Linked DNA regions of Anas platyrhynchos: region 2 is linked to region 1. Evidence: chromatin contacts called from public Hi-C data. All regions are on one chromosome and are shown on one strand. Each heading gives the region's core, a stretch centred on a gene start, on an enhancer-like site or on the middle of the called end of the contact. The rest is flanking DNA. Distances are from core to core; before and after follow the strand shown. Region 1 overlaps CEP43 (centrosomal protein 43). Region 2 overlaps RPS6KA2 (ribosomal protein S6 kinase A2).

Region 1 (2,994 bases), core at 263-2,762:
TTTATCAAGGAGTCTTTTATTATCCCCATGGATAAACACAGACAAAAGAAGAAAGATTCAAATGTAAATCAGTATTTAAATCAGCTTGTTTTACAATTAAAAGATTACGTCTAATAAAACTATTAATCCCAACAGCAATCAGTCCACAGAATGAAAACCCTCTGTTACGGCATGATGGATCTCATCACCGTCAGTTAAAGTTTACTTGGTTATTACACATTCCATTCATATATTCAAAGTGCCAAGTTCAAATAGTTCTTACAAATAAAGAAAGACTATTATTAAAAATGAGATTGATATTTTCACATTTAATATTACTGGAACTCTTATTCTGACTGCATTCCTATTAAGAATGAACAACATAATTTAAATTGTTCATTATACCTAGACGACCAAAATGCCATGTATTTTACCACTTAAATTTTCAACAACAGGTCAGAGACTGAGGGCGAGTGAAAATCTATTAGTCAGACTGTGACTCTACTACAGATGTAATTTGAAAATCGTTTTTTCTGTAGGAAGTTTCTCCACTAAGAAAATCCTCATTTTAATCAATAATAGTCTTTTTTTCTTGTATGGTTCTTTTTAGTAGGCACTAAAGAAAGATACCCACAGAGTTAATTTGCCCTGTGATATGAAAATGCTTGAACAATGAGAAACGGGTATTACCCAGATGTTCAGTCTTTTGTGCTTCTACCACCTGGCCACTGCATCAACAAATAACCTAAGAAACACTTCTACCATGACCTGCAAATATAATAATTTGCAGTAATTCCTATTTTATTTTAGTTCAATAACAATCTCTGGTTCAATATCTGAAGGACTGAATTCCTTTAATAGTTCATTTTAAAGATTAAGTTCAATTATTCGATTTTTAATATTACAAATTATCATTTAAACATGCTTAATGGCAATGTAACCACATGCTACAAAGGTTAGGTTTTGGTTAACAGCTACTTAACCATGTTATTGAATATGGAACAGTAAATGCACTCAAGATGCAGTTTTAATCCTGCTATTTCCAATAAGAAAAAGAAAAGAACTACCATCATAGGGTTATTTGTAACACACAGTATTATCCACAGAAAAAAATCACTGCTTTTTGAGAAAAAGCAATTCTGCTCTTTGTAGACATCTAATTACCCATGGCCAAAGGGAATGGCAGAAAGATGCAACAGGGGAGGGTCAGTCTGGGTGTTAGGAAAAGGGTCTGCCCCGAGAGTGTGGTCAGGCACTGGGACAAGCTCCCCATGGCAGTGGGCATGGCACGGAGCCTGCTAGAGTTCAGGAAGTGTTTTGGCAATGCTCAGACATCTGGTCTTATTTTTGGGTGGTCCTGTGTGGAGACGGGAGTTGGACTTTACAATCCTTGCGGGGCCCTTTCTGCTCAGGATATTCTATGATTCTAACTAAAAATGAATCAGTAATCTTTCTCAAACAGTCCATTCATCTTTTGAAAAGAAACCTAGCATGATTACTTTGTGATGTACCCAAACAATCCTGTTTCAAGGGTAAGTATTCACTGTGTCACAAATACGAAAAGGTTTATACTGTTCTGCCCACTATCATTGTAGCCTGGGAAAAAGTGAACTTGAGGAGGGCTACTGTGAAACAGACTTGCAAATGTTACTACAGCCTCTTCTGGTAGCCCCTACCATGCTAGGACAATCCTCCAATTGTTAGAAAAATTGTCCAATTACTAAAGCACATCAAAAGAACACCATAAAACAATCTTCTAGCACTTCTCAATATAGTTAAACTAAGCTCCAAAAGAATCACAACTCTGCAGTGATAATGAAAAGATAAACTATAGAGTTTTATAAAAAAAAAAAAAACAACAGTTGCACAGTTCAATCACTAGCTATTCTTTCAAATGGTATTTTTCAGTAATCAGACAGCCACAGTAGACCAATTAAAAATGCCCTTCATAAACATCTGCAAAATTGACATATGCAGGAAGAGTAACAATTTGCTGAAAACAGATCTGCACACAAAAGGTGCTGCAGTGTGAAGAGGAAATCCTCAGCTGTGAAAAAGCTTTCCTTATGCTTACTGTTTACACATTCACCAGATGTTTTGTACTCCTTGCGAACTTGTACAGATATCCAAAACACCATCCCTCTCATTGTTGATGTCTTTTAGTGCTGGTCACAACTGCAGCTCTGCTGCAGGAAGAAACACTGGTGTCTGTACCTCATGTGTTCATTCCACCGAAGTAATAGCCTGGGGACATTACACAGCTTAACTGATGCACATTAAATTGATAGAGGTTTTTCTCTCAGGTACATTCAAGAGATCACACTTGACACAGTGCATTTCAGAAAAAAAATACTTCAGAACAGATCTGAACACTTGCACTTACAAAGTATGAATAATCAAACATCAACTAGCTCTTGAAGGTCTGCAAGAATATTAAGCACAAGAAACCTAAATCAAGTAGAGAGTCCAAGTCACTTACCAGCCGTAAGTTCTTTCTGGTTTGGGCATAGGATCGTCAAAAAAAGAATCTCCCTCTACATCATCTTCATCCATACCTGGGTCACTTTTTTCTTTGGTATTTAAGTCTTTGTTTTGCAACTGAGGATCTAGTTTTGTTTCGTTAGGTAGGAAATGAATGCTTCTTTTGCTTGCTTCCCCTGATGAGACGCTTGTATCACTTTGAGTGCTTTCGGCAACCTTGAAAGATAAAGAAAACAGACTTCACTGAAAGGAAAAGTAATTTCTCTTGAAGAAAACCCATACAAACTTATTTCTTAAAATATTGTAAGCAGTTGCATAATATATACCAACCGACATTGGTTATTTCAATTTTATTAGTACTCCTCTGCAATCAGATATCATACAACAGAAAAAAGCTTTTCTTTTTTTTTTTTTTACCATTGCTGCCTTTAAAAAAAATTTGTTCCACCCTCTGCATAGCTTTTCTATCTAGATGAGCTCTATTATAAGAGCAACTTATTTTGAAAGATGTCACTCATCAGAAAAGGCAATCTA
Region 2 (2,909 bases), core at 253-2,752, 87 kb after region 1:
GTAATAGTCTCACTGGACTGCACTTTCTTGTTTTGATCGGTAGATGGGACTTTTAAATCTGTGTTGTTTTAAGCAAATGTATTTATTTTAATATAAGGTTGATTAGAGGGATTCAGACATGTTCTTACTAAAACCAACGAGGATTTTATCATGTCAAACCTGGAAGCGTCCATAGACAAAGTGCCAATTGAACCAGTAAGCCTGTTGGGTACCTCCATCTGTGGTGTGGAAAGTGTTGCTTATCCAGTCCTATGTCTATTAATTCAGGTGATGCTCTTTGGGTGGCAGGGACAGGATATGATCTATGACCTGTATCTCTTAAAGTTGATTTAATGTATCACACTTTTGAAAAATGAGTGCCAAAATTATTTCAGAGAACACAATGTGCATCTCTTTATCAGGTGCTGCTCAGTAGCGTGCTGTGGTGTCTCTGCATTTGTGGGACGGTAGGTTCAGTACCAGCTAGGGGATGGCAGCATGAGCTTTAGCTACTAAGTGTATTGTCAGTGTCTGAAGAGCCTGACCCATGCTGTTTTGGCTGCATTGTTATATTGTGCTGGACTAGCTAGGCTGAATCAAGCAAATAAATGGCAGACGCATCTTCTGACTGCAGTGTGACCATATGCGGTCTGTTGCCATGGGGACAAAAATAATTCTGATTTGCAGACTTGTACTGGAAGCTCCTGTACGCTGAGATGGAATGGCCTGTGAGCAAGCAATTATGCAGCAGTTTGCTGTTGAAGGCTACAGCTGATAGATTCTGAATTTAATCTGTGCTAAGCACTAAGTTTTCACTGGATAAATCTTCAGCATATTCCTGGAGAGACAATGCTTAGGATTGCACTGATAATACAGCCCCAACAGTAATTGGGGCCAGCTTCAGTCAGACATGAAAAAGGGGGGTCACACCTTAGACGGATATGTGTTCTCAGAAGTTTTGGCTAAGTCAGCAAATGAGTAGAGATGAGACTGAGAATGGTGCCCTTCCAAGGGAAGAAACAGCAGAGGGCAATGTGATGAGTTAGCAAGCAGGCTTCCTGGCCTGCCTCTGTCCTTGTCCAAACAGGGGAAGGGGCATACAGGAGCCTGAGGGACAGCAGCCATCAATCTGTGCAAAAACAGGCTCTGCCAGCTCTGCTTCTTAGTGAACACCTCTGATTTTCTGTTCTTTCTGGGAATGTTGTTCCCCCCAAAATAGGTATCGAAAGTGTGCCAGCTTCTTTGTTTCCCTACAGAAACTGGACTGCACTGTTTTGTGGCCACACACTGACTTGGTTTTAAACCTTGCTTTCATCTAGTTATGAGACTAGAGCAGCTTTGAGGGAGAATGCACTTTATGGACAAAGCACGCTATTTCTCAGCACGTGTCTGTGAGAGCAAAGAGCAGATTTTATTCTTGTTAGTGCTATGCAAACATGAACCCCATTTGTCTGGGAGTGAAGCACTGTGCAGCACTTCCTAAATACCCATCTTTAGCATGTGCTTGGCTGGCTTCAGCCGTGCTATCCTGCAGGCAATGCTGACATCTAGTGCGGCTCAACTCAAGCTGCACTGTAGCTGCACAGCCCTTACAGTCGGCTTCCGAAGCTGCTCCTATCGAGTTCAGTTCCTTTAATTTTAATATGTCACAGTGCCTCTGGTGCTTGGGAATTTTTCAGTTCAGACACTGGGCAGCTCACGTGTGCCTCACTCCTCTTTCTGGCCTCTGGCAGAACTGTTGCTGTAGTGAGTGGTGTGTCCTCAGGAGCCTGATGTTTTGGGAAGTGTGGTCCCTTGCTGCTTGTGGTGACTTCCTTCTCTGGGTGGTGGGGTCACGGTGGTCAAGGACATATTTCCACGTCATGCTAGACGGGCAGCCATCCCTCTAGTGTCTTCTCGTGTTGGCACAGCCTTGGTAACATTATTGTCACGCTTTGGATATTGATATGATGCTTGTGCTGCTGAGAGTAATGCGGTTCTGTGCCTTTTGGTTAGTGCTTGCTGGGATGTCTTATGTCCTTGACATAGGGAAGCAGGTTCTGGGGAGCTGAAACAAACTACTGAAGCAGGGTGAAACTTCAGTATGACAAGTAAGTATTTCTGACCTTGAAGTTAAGCTATAGCATGGATTATAGCAGAGCAACCAAGTACATTTTGTATGAACAAGTTTTAAACTGCTTTGTGTGATATGCATCATGTATCCTTATACCCTGAGGAACTCCATGTGGTATAAGCGTGGGAGATAACACTGAGTGCTTCTTAGACAGTAAATAACATAGCTACAACACGCCATCATAATTCTCTGCACAGCCATATCCAAGCTAAGTGTAAAACACAAAATAAAAACAAACTCTCCCATCGAAAATCTACCAAATCCTGCTCCCTGGACCATAATCATCCCACTTCTGGATACAGTCTGAGCCCAGTCTAACTTGGGAGTGGTTTCTGCTCGTCTCAGGATGTTGGTCTAGGTGTCCTCTAGAGGTCTCTTCCAGCCTAAATTACTCTAAGGATCAGGATTTTAGCTTTATTATATTATTTCCCCTCCTGTTATGGCATTATAGATAAGGAAAGATCCATTCTGTGTTTCTTTCTCAATCCCAGTCTGCCATTTTAATGGAAGGTGCAGGAGAAGTGCTTGTTGTTTGCTAACAAAATAAACAGCACACCAACTCTAGGACTGTGCTGGAAGCAGTTGCAGGGATACAGCAGTGCTGCAGGCCATGGCAACTGGTGCAGTGGGAGGCTGGCACTGGGTAGCTTGGATACAGTGATCAGTTTAAATCTGTCAGGGTTTCAATGCTGTTTGGGTTACTGTACCTTTCTAGGTGGCATGCATTAATAACGGTGTCACAGAGCTCAGTTTGGGCCAATCTAAAGCAGGGCTGTAATGACACGTTTTGGTATTTGTGGTACGTGTGTTTATCTTG

The links. A called contact is a pair of places that touch in the nucleus more often than the background predicts.
Region 2: a contact with region 1 is called in a Hi-C map of subcutaneous adipose tissue, with 3 times the contacts expected there. The contact joins two enhancer-like sites. A contact is called at or near these places in 3 of 8 Hi-C or Micro-C datasets (liver, skeletal muscle and subcutaneous adipose tissue).

What each region holds. Positions count from the first base shown.
Region 1 is chr3:47,245,094-47,248,087 of IASCAAS_PekinDuck_T2T, forward strand. It overlaps CEP43 (centrosomal protein 43), which reads right to left. Exons shown (of 12, transcript XM_027454250.3): 7 at 2,459-2,676. Among named protein-coding and RNA genes, the nearest start is that of CEP43, 14 kb to the right of the region's middle. Within about 2 kb of position 1,513, at least 3 of the 8 cell types and tissues checked have an H3K27ac peak or open chromatin away from gene starts, as enhancers often do.
Region 2 is chr3:47,332,214-47,335,122 of IASCAAS_PekinDuck_T2T, forward strand. The region is part of intron 2 of RPS6KA2 (ribosomal protein S6 kinase A2); the gene reads left to right. Among named protein-coding and RNA genes, the nearest start is that of RPS6KA2, 26 kb to the left of the region's middle. Within about 2 kb of position 1,503, at least 3 of the 8 cell types and tissues checked have an H3K27ac peak or open chromatin away from gene starts, as enhancers often do.